Linked DNA regions of Monodelphis domestica: region 2 is linked to region 1. Evidence: chromatin contacts called from public Hi-C data. All regions are on one chromosome and are shown on one strand. Each heading gives the region's core, a stretch centred on a gene start, on an enhancer-like site or on the middle of the called end of the contact. The rest is flanking DNA. Distances are from core to core; before and after follow the strand shown.

What was found. A called contact is a pair of places that touch in the nucleus more often than the background predicts.
Region 2: a contact with region 1 is called in a Hi-C map of limb, with 4 times the contacts expected there. The contact joins two enhancer-like sites. A contact is called at or near these places in 2 of 2 Hi-C or Micro-C datasets (limb and spleen and liver).

What each region holds. Positions count from the first base shown.
Region 1 is chr4:72,542,915-72,550,040 of mMonDom1.pri, forward strand. PLCXD2 (phosphatidylinositol specific phospholipase C X domain containing 2) reads left to right here. Exons shown (of 6, transcript XM_003341211.4): 3 at 453-516; 4 at 519-648; 5 at 650-691; 6 at 6,683-7,126. The coding sequence ends at 6,845. Among named protein-coding and RNA genes, the nearest start is that of PLCXD2, 81 kb to the left of the region's middle. Within about 2 kb of position 4,662, at least 1 of the 2 cell types and tissues checked has open chromatin away from gene starts, as enhancers often do. A contact at or near this core is called in limb, where this site is marked.
Region 2 is chr4:72,782,197-72,789,775 of mMonDom1.pri, forward strand. All of the region lies in intron 1 of PHLDB2 (pleckstrin homology like domain family B member 2), which reads left to right. Among named protein-coding and RNA genes, the nearest start is that of PHLDB2, 9.3 kb to the left of the region's middle. Within about 2 kb of position 2,880, at least 1 of the 2 cell types and tissues checked has open chromatin away from gene starts, as enhancers often do. A contact at or near this core is called in limb, where this site is marked.

The sequences.
Region 1 (7,126 bases), core at 3,412-5,911:
AGAGAGAGAGAGAGAGAGAGAAAGAAAGAAAGAAAGAAAGAAAGAAAGAAAGAAAGAAAGAAAGAAAGAAAGAAAGAAAGAAAGAAAGAAAGAAAGAAAGAAAGAAAGAAAGAAAGAAGAAAGAAAGAAAGAAAGAAGAAGAAAGAAAGAAAGAAAGAAAGAAGAAAGAAAGAAAGAAAGAAAGAAAGAAAGAAAGAAAGAAAGAAAGAAAGAAAGAAAGAAAGAAAGAAAGAAAGAAAGAAAGAAAGAAAGAAAGAAAGAAAGAAAGAAAGAAAGAAAGAAAGAAAGAAAGAAGAAAGAAAGAAAGAAAGAAGAAGAAAGAAAGAAAGAAAGAAAGAAAGAAATCAAGCAGCTCTGGGTCCAATGTTCTATCTACCGCACCACCTAGTTATCAATCTATACATTAATTTCTCATTTTCTTCCTCTCCTTTCTCTGTTTCTACCAACTTCAGGTTCTTATTTTCTACCATTCTCCCTTCTCCACGCAATATCCCTTCCTATGGCCAGGACACAGGATTCAGCACCATGGGCCAACACAACGTGCGTGAGGAAACTCATTCTCTTCTTGGAAACAACTCTTGGTGAAAGAGCTCCCCGTGGAGCTTTCCATGTCTCCCAAGCTATTCTTACACCAGAGTGAAGACCATTGCCGAGGCCTGGTTGGTGGTCTCAAGAACACACTGGTGCACAAGTAAGGATTGGCATTGATTTCATAAGTGAAGCTTTTCATTAACCTTAGTTACTTTGGTTGCAGGTTGTATAAAGCAGCACACCCGCCATAATATTTTATGGATTCCTTCTCTGTAAATATATATACATATGTATTTATAAATTATATGTTATATGTATGATATTTATACTTAGTGTATATTATATTTATTTTATATATCCTATATAATAATTATTATTATATATCATTTATATTACATATAAATTTGTAAAAAACTAAATATAAATCCTTCTCATATCTGAGCCAGGTTCATCTAAAGGGACTCTAAAACATCACTAAAATATGTTCATGGCATGCAAGCTCTGTAGTTTCTTTTGAATGGCACCATAAGCAAATAAATACTCTCTGTGTGTCATCTGATCAGTGGCTGCTGCCCCTGTGACCCATGATGGACCAGACAACAAGACAGGTTTCTCTCTTCCATGGTGACAGCAAGGTCTAAGGAGCTAAGCTGTAATAACAGTAGCAACTACTCCTCAGCAAGTTCCTGCCCATTTGCCAGAGATGTAGGGAAATCAAAGTTTTATCATTTTAAGTTGAAAGAGGCAATCTGTTACGGGAGAAAGATAACTGTTGGTCCTTGAAACTCAAGTCTTGGTTTCAAATCCTAACTCTGATAACTTTGTCTGTAGTACCCAAGATCAATCACTTAACTTCCTGGGACTCAGTTTCCTCCTCTCTAAAATGAAAGAATTGTACTATGTTAATTGACAATCATTTTTAAGCACCCACTATGTGCTAGACACTGTGCTGTTGATAAAAAAAAAACATTTTTTACTCTTCTTATGAGAAAACAGAAACCTATATTAGTATAAGTAGTACAACTATGAAGAGATTTTGTTGTTCAGTCATTTTTCAGTCATGTCCAACTCTTCCTGACCCCATTTGGGGTTTCTTGACAAAAATAATGGAGTGGTTTGCCATTTCTCCAGCTCATTTTATAGATGAGGAATGGAGGCAAACAGGATTAAGTGATTTTCCCAGGATCGCATGACTAATAAGTGTCTGAGGCTGGATTTGAATTTAGGTCTTCCTGATTCTAGGTCTGGTGCTCCACTGCTGCTCATGTAAATATATACAGTATAACTTTGAAGAGAATAAATACAATTAAATATGAGGTGATTAAGTACAAGGTGATTTGGAAGGAAGCAACTGGGATAAACAAGGAAAGCTTCCTGTAGAAGGTGATACCTAAGCTGCATCTCAGAGGGGGAAAAAAAAGGTTCTATGAACTAAAGGTGGACAAGAAGGCAAAATTTGGTATGGGGGAGATCTAGTCCATAGACACAGGAGCTTGGAGAGAGAATGGCATTTTGAGGAACGCAGAAAAGGCCAGTTTAGATACACCAAAGTATTCAGAAGTGGAAGGGGAGATGATGTAGGAGTCTTTTGAAAAAAGAAGGATTAGGCACAAGTCTATCATGCCATGACCTATAAAAAAAAAGAGAGTGGACTTCATGAAATCTCAGTCCCTTAGAGCTCTTAATTCTTGGTCCCAACCATTCAAAACTCATATAAATAGCACAGAGTCATCCTAATCCATAGCTCTGCCTATGGGAGGGATTGCATTATATTAAATGCCCCAAAGATGGTGACCATAAGTTCCCATTGACCACAGAGGCTATTACCCTATAAGACATACTATTTCAGGAGGTCCTGAGTTCAAATTTTGTCTCAAATATTTCCTAATTGTGTGACCCTGGGAAGTCACTTAACCCCCATTTCCTAGTCCTTACCACTCTTCTGCCTTGGAACAATATAGTTCTAAAGTTAAAGGTAACGGTTAAAAAAAAAAATTCTACTATTTGCACAAAGGACAGTTAGGTGATGCAGTAGATAGAGTACCTGCAGGATCTGGAGTCAAGAAGAATTACCTTCCTGAGTTCAAATCTGGCCTCAGACACTTATTGGTTTTGTGATCCTGATAAAGTCCCTTATTCTGTTTGCCTCAGTTTCCTCATGTGCCAAATGAGCTAAAGAAGGAAATGACAAACCGCTCCAGTATTTTTGCCAAGAAAACCCTAAATGGGGTCATAAAAAGTCAGATACAACTGCAAAAATTGAACAATAACAACCATGTACACATACACACACCAAAAAAAAAAAAATTAGGAAGCCATGTAGAGGGTAAGTTAGAGACCTCAAAGAGAGGCTATATAGTTCTGGCAAAGAGCTTATTCCAGAAGATTGCATATAAAGTGAGACTAACTTGTCCTCTGGGCATGGAGACTGGAAGCACTGATGGTTCAGCACCCTTCCCCCTAAAGCACAGTCCCTCACATCCAATAAAGTCTAAAGTAATGCTGTGAAAATGGAAGTGGGCACTGTTTTCCTGACCAAATCCAACAGGGAAAAATTCTAAAGTGGGTTTGCTCAGTATAAAGTTGTTAACTTCCAGAGGCCTTAGATAAACAAGGTCAGTGGTGACACACTCTTTGGTCTGGACTGAAACCACCAGAAATACAGCCTTTCTGGCTGAATTCCGAAGGTAATTTGGACCAGACTCCCAGGGGCTAGGACTTCCTGTTGGCGGAGACAGAAATCAGACTTTTGCAAAATGGTGCCCTACCTCATTCCACCTTTGAGAAAATTTTGCCTTTTTTCTATTCTATCTACTAGCCACTACTGGTAGATAAGAGATGAGATTTGATTCATCAAATTCCCAAAGGATGGAATTCACATCTATGACTTAGATAAGTATTAGGGCCAACTGGAGCACATGGATTTGCCAGAGTTGCACAGCTGGCAAGGTTTGGAGGCTAGATAGGAATACAGAGCTTCCTAATTCCAAAAGCGGTACCCTGTCCACAATCCACAATGCTTCTTTTCATCTTAATACAAAAGAACTGCCTATGAGATTGCAAAAGTGAATTTTCTATTGTTTAATTTAAAAAATCAAATATGTGCAATTTTAAAAGTAACATTTAACATTCATTATGTGAATTCCTACCCTAAACAACTTCTTTTCTTCCCTACCTCAAATCTACCTCTGCTCTCTAGAATCAAAAAAGGTATGATTTTGCTTGAAAAATCATGAGCAAAAAAAGCTTCCTGGGAGCAGTAGAAAGGACCTCCATTCCTGCTTAGAACTCTGAGATCAGGCTCATTCAATAGCTTTCAAGATCATGGGGGATGGGGGGAATCTAGGTGAATCCCAGGACTTGATATGGGAGGTCTTGGATTCAAATGTGACCTCAGACTCTTCCTAGCTGTGACCCTGAGCAAGTCACCTAATCCCCATTGCCTAGTCCTTACCACTCTTCTGCCTTGGAACCAATATACATTATTGATTCTAGAATGGAAGGTAAGGGTTAAAAAAAAAAAAAAGAGCAGAGGCAGGTCTCTACCTCCCTACCTTATAACCTTTCAGAGTTAGTTAATTCTGATGCTTTGTGACCCCATTTGGGGTTTTCTAGGAAAAGATACTGGAGTGGTTTTTCATTTCCTTCTTTAGCTCATTTGACAGCTGAGAAAACTGAGGCAGACATAGTAAGTGACTTGCCCAGGATCATACAACTAGTAAGTGTCTGAGGCCAGATTTTAACTCAGGAAGAAGAGTCTTCTCGACTTCAGGTCCTGCAAGCACTCTACTGTGCCACCTAACTGAGCCAGTGAAGGATTCTTATTTTTAGCAAAACCTCTTACATCTTCTCTTACATCAAGATCACTGATTCTGATATTGACAGATTCATGTTTTGGTGAAAAGGGGAAAAAGAGGGCCAGAAAGTGTCTGAGCTGTTTCTTTGTTTCACCTTCCTTTCCTTCTTTGTAACCCCAGCTTTGGAACAAAGGTGACATCTGCAGCTTGAAACCTAAAACAAAGTTCTTTGTCTCTGGTGACCACAGAGAAACACAATACTTTCCTCTCCCTGCTTGACCTCCCCAGATCCTAGCTCAGGGGAGCTGGAATTGGCTACTTGCATTTTCTTGTGCTGAACAGAGAGGGGCACTTGTGTTCCATTTTTTAAAGCCTGCCACTGTTCAGAGAGTGCACAGAGCTGTGAAATTTCTCCTGACACTCAGCGTTGCTGCATCTTTTTAGTAGGTGGAGTTTCAAAGTTCCCTTTTTTCCACCAACCAGTAGTGTTTACATTTCCCATCAACGCTGTCTCCTTAGGACTGCCAGACAAAGTTAACCAGATCCTGGAGGCAGCCTTATAATGCAGTGAAAAGAGCATCCCTATGTAAACCCGGAGACCCGGATTCTTATCCAACCGTTTTCATTCATTTGCTGTGTTCCCTTTCTAGCACTAGCATTTTAGGTTTCTCTGAGATAAAGAAATCTGCTTGGATGGCCTTGGGACCGGTCAGGACTTTTGACCTGAAGGATTCAGTGATGGTTCTCCCAACTGAAAGGGCCCTCAGGCCAGATTAGAGCACTGTGTTGGACCAGAACCTTCAGTAGCCTGGATAACCATTGGCTGATTTCCCACATGAACCCACCACTTATGTGTTAATTTCTGCCATTTATTAATTTGAGAGGTAATATAATATAGAGGATAGAGAACTGGCCACAGTCAGGAAAACCTGACTGAAAGCAGAGCCATATTGTTTGTGTGACACTAGATAAGTCACCTAAATTCTCATTGTCCTAGATAATTGACTATGAGTGGCAGAACAGATTATTAATAAAAGTAATTTCCTCACCAGAAGTTATCCACAAAATTACAGGTTCAGTCCAATAGAAAAACATTATTTAAACTAAAGCAAAAGATTTGGGAATTTCAAAGGATCACAAGCTTTAAGCTGAAAGAGAATTTAGAGATAATATAGTCCAATTTCTTCATTTTACAGATGGGGAAACTGAGGCCCAGTTAGGTTAAGCAGTTTGCCCAAATTCCTTGCACATACGCTGTCAGAAGTGAAATTTGAACTTTCATCCTCTGTCTTAAGAATCAGTGACCAAGGATACTCTATACCACATCAAACCATTAATATCTAATTTAATATCTAATTGTAAATTGATTTCTGATTTTTTTCCCATAAAGAACCAAGTGATTTGGGGTCTTTATGGGAACAGGACATAGAACAAGTAGGTTCTGCTTCCTGAGAAAGTAGAGTAAATTAGGTTTAGAAAATAGTTTCAGTCTTGTAAATCAGGACCTCATACAACAGTGGGAGACTGTGAACACCTATAGACAACCCAAAAGACATTGTAGTGTTGGGATGGAGAGAATGGAAAAGTAAACCAGGAAAGGCCAGAGGATTGATAAATGCCAATTTTGCCATCTAACTCTTACCTAAGACTGACTCTACTTAAACGACTATCCTGTCCCAAGACCTTAAATTATGTACAATCTGTGAACCCACAGCAGCGTTCCTGATTCAGCCTTTTTTAAACCCTCACCTTTTGTCTTAGTAACAATTCAACAGAAAGCCAAAAGCCAAACAAACAGGGTTAAAAGACTTGCCCAGTGGCAGGTGGCTAGGAAGTTCCCAAGGTCCGATTTGAACCAGAGTCCTTCTGGCTCCAGGTCTGACACTATCCATGGTGCCACTTACCTCTGCCCCCTGATTCAATAAATCTTAATGGAAGTAATTCTTAATAGGAATACAGCACTGAAATAGCCCTTTGGTAATCACTGTGGTAATCACTCATATGCATCCTGAATTGGGAGATCTAAGCCAATTGGTAAATGGAGGAATGTGTTTTCCATTAGGTTTCCCATAGGTAAGCTTTCCATGTTAAGTCCATGATAGCTTCAAGATCTAACATGGCACTTCTTGGCATTTGAGTTAATTGGATGGTCGTCTCTCTAGCAGTATAGTTACTTGGCTAAACGCTGGAAGGTTTCCAATCATTCTCTTATTTGGAGAGGATCACTGAAGATCCCTGAAAGTAGTCTATAACCATCAAGCAGGAGAACTCCCTGGATATGCTGCCCTTTAATTTAATTAATTTAATTTAATTAATTTAATTAAATTTAATGAATCTCCATTCATTATTTTTAGGAACCTTCCTGTGATTTTGAACTGGGTGAAGACACAAAAGCCTGGAGAACTAGGGGTCAACATCATCACGTCAGACTTCGTCGACCTGGTGGACTTTGCCACGACTGTCATTGAGTTGAATGACCTCCTCCTACAAGGGGACAGAGCTCTGGCTACATGCTGATTTCGTTTTTATTTAACTCCGTATTGAATTTATTGATTCAGGGCAGAGTTTTGACAGGTGTCCCTGCCAATGGTAGTAGTCCCTGGGCAGAGTTTTGGAGGTGAATTCAGTGGAGGCCCTTTTCCTTTATTCATAGGGCTGTCAATTTTAGTTTTCCAGGTGAAACTTTTGGCATATTGGAAACTCTAAGGGGTGAAATCCCACTTTAAATAATCAGTGTCAGAGTTTCTTTTCACTGGATCATAGGATGGAATAATTGGTCAGGAATGTGGATAATAGGT
Region 2 (7,579 bases), core at 1,630-4,129, 240 kb after region 1:
CTAAGAATTTCTTTAGTCTTTAGGCTGCCTGGAGGAGGTGGGAAGGTGGATGACCCCACCTCAGAGGCCAGTGGGGCAGTGGTATTCCAAAAACCTTTGCAGTTAGATCTCTTCCTTTCTCTCCTTCTTGCTGGCTCCCTTTTTAGTCCTGTACTGTATTACAAATTGCAAGCAATGCTATATACTTCTGGTATCCTTCCTTCTCCAGTCTCCACACTTCTGCACAGCTGTCCCCTTTCTTCTGAAGCATGAGCTTGGTCTGATTCAGAGACCTCAAGTCTCCCTGAGTGTGGGGGATTCCCCTTGGAACACAGCCATGGGATTAACTCCTAAAGTCTTTGTCTAAATCTGAAGCTGCCAAAAGGATCCATGCTTCTAGGTGGGTGGGCTGTGAGAGATGGGAGGGAAAGTCAGGGGTGCTAGTATCAGGACAATTAGGCCTCTCAGCCTACCTGGGAGGAGCAGGGTCCCCTTTGGGACTCTGCCAAGTGATCGGTCCCCAGAAGGCTGTACCTAAAGTTGCTGCAGTGGACAGGAGAGATGAGATGTATTGCTATACTTGACCTGATAGCAGTTTGCTACAGAGAGGCCTGAGTAGGAGTTGTCAGGAATGAAGAGGAGGTCAGTGAGTTGGCCTTCAACCTGGGAGGAGAGGTTTGTGGGTTTTTTGGTAAGAAAGAGTATGGAATTAGGTTCTTCCTATCTTTGTTGAATCAGCAGCATTTTGTGATTCTTTATGTATTTTCTTAGGGGGTTCAGTAGACAAAGCCCAGGGCCTGGAGTCAGAAAGACCCAAGTTCCAATTTGATCTCAGATGCTTACTGGCTGTGTGACTCAGGGAAAATCATTTAGCCTCTGTTTGCCTTAGTTTCTTCATCTGTAAAATGGAGATAATAGCACCGACTTTGCAAAGTTGTTCTGTGTATCAAATGAGATAATAGTTGTAAAGCATTTAGTACAGTATCTGATACATAGTAACTGCTATATACATGTTAGCAACTATTGTTATTTAATATCATTATTTGATGTGGCAAGGCAAAGAGCTAACTTCCTCTAGGTAACCATCTTCCTAGAATTCCTGAACTTTTTTTTTTGCTTCTTATATGCACATCTTGGGGACTAACTGTTAGATGCAGAAATCTTAAGCTTTTGCAAAGCTAAATATTATTATTCTCATAGATATTTTATCTAATTCCCATCTCTTTGCATTCTTGGCACTGTAGGAAAGGCCCTTAAACACACAGCATCTAGAATAAATTGGATTCATCTGTATTTCTGATGTTTAATTACACCTTTCTAAGCATAGTCTTCTAGTTCCATGAACTGGTAAATGAGTATAACTCAATTGTTGTTGTCATTTAGTTATTTTTCAGTTGTGTCCAACTCTTCATGATCCCATTTGGTATTTTCTTGACAAAGAGACTGGAGTGGTTTGCCATTTCCTTCTTGCAGCTCATTTTACAGATGAGAAAACTGAGGCAAACAAGATGAAGTAATTTTCCCAGGGTCACACAGCTAGTAAGTGACTGATACTTGGTTTGAAATCAGATCTTCCTGACTACAGGTCCAGAATTCTGTTCACTGCACAATCTAGTAGCCTTGGACAAAATCATTGCCTAATGGCAAACTTTCTGGTGATGTCTTTCAGAACTTAGTTTAGGTTGGTCCTTGTAAAATAGACGTAGTTAGAGGATCATAGAATATGAACTAAAAGTGACATTAGAGGACACTTAGTTAAACTTTGGATTTTACAAGTGAAATGAAGTCCCAAAGTAGATAAGTGACTTGCCCAAGGATTTTTCCTATATCACTGCATGGCCTCTACCTGAAACATTCTGAGCTGAGTAGGGTGCTCCAGAGTTTGTGCTCCTTTGGCATAGTCTTTGAGAACCCAGCCACCTTACAACTAGGATGAGCCGCCATCTATTACAGAAAAGGAAGGAAGGAAGGAAGGAAGGAAGGAAGGAAGGAAGGAAGGAAGGAAGGAAGGAAGGAAGGAAGGAAGGAAGGAAGGAAGGGTTAGAGAAAGAAAGAGGGAAGGAAGAGAGGAAAGAAGGAAAGGGAGAGGGAGGGAGGGAGGAAGGGAAAGAAAAGGAGGGAGGAAGAAAGGAAAGAAGAAAAAAAGGAGGGAGCAAAAGAAGGAGAGAAGAAGAGAGCAAATGGAGGGAAGAGAGTGGAGGGATAAAGGAAAGAAGGGATTGATTTATAGATGCATTGCAACTTGAAATATAGGTTTAATCAACTTATCCTTTCAGCTTTTGGGGGGTAGAAATTTAATAACTATGGAACTTTGGGGAAATTATTTCTCTTTCTGGTCTAAGCCTAACATAATAACAGTTGTTCTGCCTACTTTGCAGGGTTGATGTGAAGAAAGGGCTTTGTAGACCTTAAAAATATTATAGAATCATAGATTTAGAGCTGGAAGGGACCCTACCACACTGACGGTATTTCCCTCCAGTTTCTCCCTTTCATCCACATTACTAGAGCGTGGTTTTTGGTTTTGTTTTGTTTTGTTGTATGTGAAGCTGTCCTTGGCTGGTCTGGCCACATGGCCTCACTCAGAGAACAAAAATACAAAAAACAAAAATCTGGTGGCTGGAAGATCAGTTGCCTTGACCTATGTTCTGCCTATGCTAAAACCAAGGCAGGGTAAAGTGGGAAGAAAGCCAAGCCTTGCATCCTTTCAGGGCCAGCCTAGACATGGGGGAGACTGAGATATGTATTGTGGAATGGGAGATGAGAGTCTAACTGCCTTCTGGCTAGCTCAAGTCCCTGCCTAACCATTAACAGAAGCAAAGTTTTTTCCACAGCAGGGTCCAGGGAATTATAGGTTCTGGGAATGCATAGCGAAATGCAGCATATACACTGTGTTGAATGAGATATCCGTAACGTATCACATTAGCATGAGCTGTGCAGCCCTGCCGCTTTCCCAGGATACCATGATGAAAAAATTTACCATGGTCTGAGAATGCCACAGGCTGAGAGCAGTAGCTGCCCCTCCAGATTTCAGTCTGACAATCAATTTCATCTCCAATGCCAGCTCTCAATTATCCAGGTCAACATGCACCGGATGTTGTCGTTTTCCTTTTCCTCTTTTGCCAGCAGCCCTTCTTTAGAGGAGTGAGTAGGTGAAATTGATCCCAAGTCAGGACCTACTCAACTGAACAAGTGTTTATTGATGAAAAGCCAATTTCAGCTTCTCCTCTCTGGCGCCACCATGTGGTAAACTTGCTGGTAAACAAAGAAGCACGTAAAAAGGAGGCTACAAATTGAGAAATGATTTTAATAATTGGCATTTATTTTGCACTTTAAAGTTCCCAAGAAAGGAAGTATTTCCTAGTGGCAATCAAAGTCATAAAGACATGAGTTCAGGTTCACTCTGTGACGCATACTAGCGAGGTCACTCTGGATAAGTCACCTAATTTCTCAGTAGCCTAGGGAATTCCATAAAAGTATACATTGCAGACAGGACCCAGTGGGGCAGCTAGGTGCAGTAGGTAGAGCACTGGATCTGGAGTTTAGAGGGAGTAAGTTAAAATCTAACCACAGACACTTACTGTGACCCTGGGTAAGCCATTCAACCGTTGTCTGCCTCAGTTTCCTCATCTGTGAAATGGGGATAGAACCTAATTCCCAGGGTTGTTGTAAGGTTCAATAATCAATTACATTTTAGAGAAGCAGGAGCAGGTTCAACAACCAGTTTACCTGCAGGGCACTAGAGCAGAATCTCCTAAATCTTGACAAGAATAGAGAGTCAGGAATATCTGGGAAAATTATAGAATTTTAGTCAGCTCAGCATAGGAAAATTGGCAAGCCTGGCACTAAAATTATTGGCATTCCAGGGTATATGGAATCACAAATTGTCCACCATATAAACTTCTATAAGTTTCACAAAGCAAAGAGGAATCTTTGCATTGGAAAATGGATTAGCTCTGCAGCCTAAGGGACCTGGATTCAAATTCTACTTCTAACCCATACAGTATGTGTTACCTTAGGTAAGTTACTTAAACTTGCTAGGCCTTAGTTCTCTCATATATAAGATGCAAACTTTGGAATAGATGAATGAATGAATGAATGGCTTCTGAGGTCACTTTCAGCACCCAATCTATAATGTAATAAATTTATTTTAAAGATATTCTAATATGTCAACCTTATATATTCAGCATGAATATATGGGAAATAATTTTTTAAGGTCTTGCAGTTCTGCAGGATGTATTGTTTCAGGTAGCACATAAGTAATATTAATTATTAAAAATTAATTATTTATTATTAATTATTATTAAATTGATTAATATAAAATAATTAATATTAATTAAAAATTAAAAAGTAATATAATTAATATTACTTATGTGCTACCTGAAATAAATAAATATGCTTATATTATAGGTCACCGAATGTTAGAACATGTGGGAATTTAGGTATTTAGTATTACTTTAATGATCTTAGAATGACTGATGCCAAGCCTAGTTGCATAATTGTTTTCCAGTAATGTCTGACTCTTTATGACCCCTCTTTGGGATTTTCTTGGCAAAGACACTGGATTGGTTTGCCATTTCCTTCTCCAGATCATTTGACAAATGAGGAAACTGAGGCAAACAGGGTTAAGTGACTTAGAGAGGATCACACCAGTAGTAAATGTCTGAGGCTGGATTTGGATTCAGAAAGATGAGTCTTACTGACTCTAAGCCTGGCACTCTGTCTGCTATACCACCTAGATGCCCCAGGCTAGCTGGTATAAAGAAATACTTTGTAAAATATTACAAAAACCTGACTCTTTGGAAAACTAAGGTCAGATTCCCAGCTAGATCACCTCTTTCTCCTTTCTTCATACTCCTAACCTCTTTGTTTTCATGATAGCAAGTGATCTCCTAGTTTCATAGAATCTATTACGTTTGAAGAAAAAAGCTCTTCCAGTATCATAGATCTAGAACTAGGAAGGGACCTTAGGACCATCTTGTCTAGTCTAATATTGCAGATAAGGAATGTGAGATCCGGGGTGATTAAGTGATTTATCCAAGGTCATAGAGGTTTTAAGCATCGGAGGTAGTATTGAAACCCTTCAACTCCAATCCTTCAACTCCACAGCTAATACTTTTTCTACATTTCATTCTGTGTTTTTTAGTTCCTTTTATTTTTATTTTTTATTTGTTTTTTTTCCCCACATCCTAACTGGAGATTATTATTTAATGCAAATAAAATGTGAAAAGTAGTTTGCCCATTTTTTTGCTACTATTCTACATTCTGGTACATATGGATTAATGATCTTGATGGTTAACTATCTAGTGTTTCTGCTCTCCTCAGAATTTCTTAGAGGAAAACATTTTGACCAGACTCTTTTTTTAAACTCTTACCTTCCATGTTAGAATCGATAATGTCTTTTTTGGTTTCAAGGCAGAAGAGGGTAATGAGAGTTAAATAACTTTCCTAGGGTCATGCAGGGAGTATCTGAGGCTAGATTTGATCCCAGGACCTTCTATCTCTAAGCCTAGTTCTCAATCCACTGAGCCACTTAGTTGCCCCGACCAGAGCTCTTTCTTAAACATCATGTACCAAAATTTGTCTTTCTCTTCTTTGCGGCATTATTTCTATCATTAACAGAGGGCATCAAGATATGGCTCTTACATCTATCTCATCATTTGTTGTGAAAACCTTTAAGTTTATGCATATCATAATCTTGCCATACTAGTCTGGTTGGCACCAGATGAAGGTTTTGGTTCTCTTCTTGATTATTTTAGACTTATGGAGGGTTTTGAGGATATGCCTGTTGCCAGCGAAGAGATATCAGCTGCCTCCATAGGCAGCTTTCTCAAGGAGGAGACAAAAGGGAATGCAATACAATTTATGACTGCTAATAGATAGGGCATCTGCAAGGGGGAAAACATGTCCTTCACCCCTTCCTTCTTGTACTTTAACATCGTCTCAATTGGCTTAAAAACAAGCATTCATTTCATTATGGATCTACATATTTTGGGTTTTTCTTTGATAGAAAAGCATTATCTCTGTGCTGAGAGTATTTGAACAATTTAACCAGAATTTAATTATCTATGGCTTCACCAGTTAGCATCCCCTTCAAAGGAAGCAGTGGAAGGGACCGAAGGGGCATTTACAACAAGGACACTATTTCCTAGCAAATCATTATTTTTTTAGTCTCTTTCCCAGGGGATGTAATTTTTTTTAAAAGGAGGAAGTTTAAAGTAAATGAACGGAGTTCAGGAAGCTAGAGTGGGGGGCGTATGTCTGAGGGGAGGACATGGGGGACCTTCAGCAATATTTAAAGACTGTTTGGGATGTTTGCAAAGCTGTGTGTAGGAAGGGATATTTGTAGAGAGGAGGCTGTTTGCAAAGATGGGGTCTAGGGTTATTTGCTGAGATGGAGTTGTTTGCCAAATGGGGGTGGACGAGATTTTTTCAGAATTGAAGGATTTGTGAAGCTGGAGGGGTATGTTTGCAGAGAGGGAGTTAAGAGGGCAGAGCATCAACTGAGGTTGTTTGGAGAACTTGGGATAAAGATGGATATGGAGTTTGGAATTTACTTTAAAAGAGACTATGGCTAAAAATACTGGTGTTTTCCTTAGCCACCAATTATTATCATCTCTCTCAGCTGCTAATGGATGGATTGAGTAGGAAACTGAAATCGATCAATCAACAAACATTTATTAAATTCCTGTTGTACGCTAGGCACCGTGAGGTGCTGTAACCAATGACAAAAGTGAAATATGAATCTCATCCATTGTTTTTCAGTATAAAACTTAACCTCTGTTAACAATGTGAATATGCAACCATTTAGACTAATGTAGTATTTCTCAGACTTTTTAAATTCACTCTACCTCCCTCATGTGAGACCAGAAAAAAAAAAGTAACCTGTGGAATGATGAAATATCCTGGGCAGACATCTAGATTTCATTAACCGTTTATAACCAATTACTTAACTAGAAAAAAAGCACAAACCTTGTCGTGTTATGAACATTAATACTACAAGAGTTAGTGAACAACCAATGGTCATATGTAGTTACTTTGAAGACCACAATTTAAAAGAGAAAATAGAAATAATGATAGTGAAAATGATGAACACAATGCATAAAAACATAGGATATTCAAGGAAGAAGGCGACTGAAAGATTACGAGGTTCCATTCTTTTTTTTTTTTTTAGAAAGAGTCCCTGTAAGCAAAGGGAAATAACTTGCTTAGACTCACACAACTAGAGCAGGACTTGTTTTCTGCATCTATTGAGATAATCATGTGATTTTTGTCAGTTTGCTTGTTAATATGGTCGATTATGTGGATGGTTTTCCTAATGTTGAACCATCCTTGCATTCCTGGTATAAATCCCCCCTGTTTTATCCCTCTTGCCTAACATAATACCTGACACAGAACAAGCACTTATTCATTGCTTTTTGATAGCTGGTGGAAGAGCTGAACCTGCAAGCCAGGCTTCCTAACTCTTTTCACAGTGTATTACAATTTTGGCAATTTAGAAGATCCCTGAGGAAGTGTAATGCTAAAAAATATTATATATATTAATATATGATATATATTAATATATAATATATAATTAATATATTGTAAAATAATTAGTTTT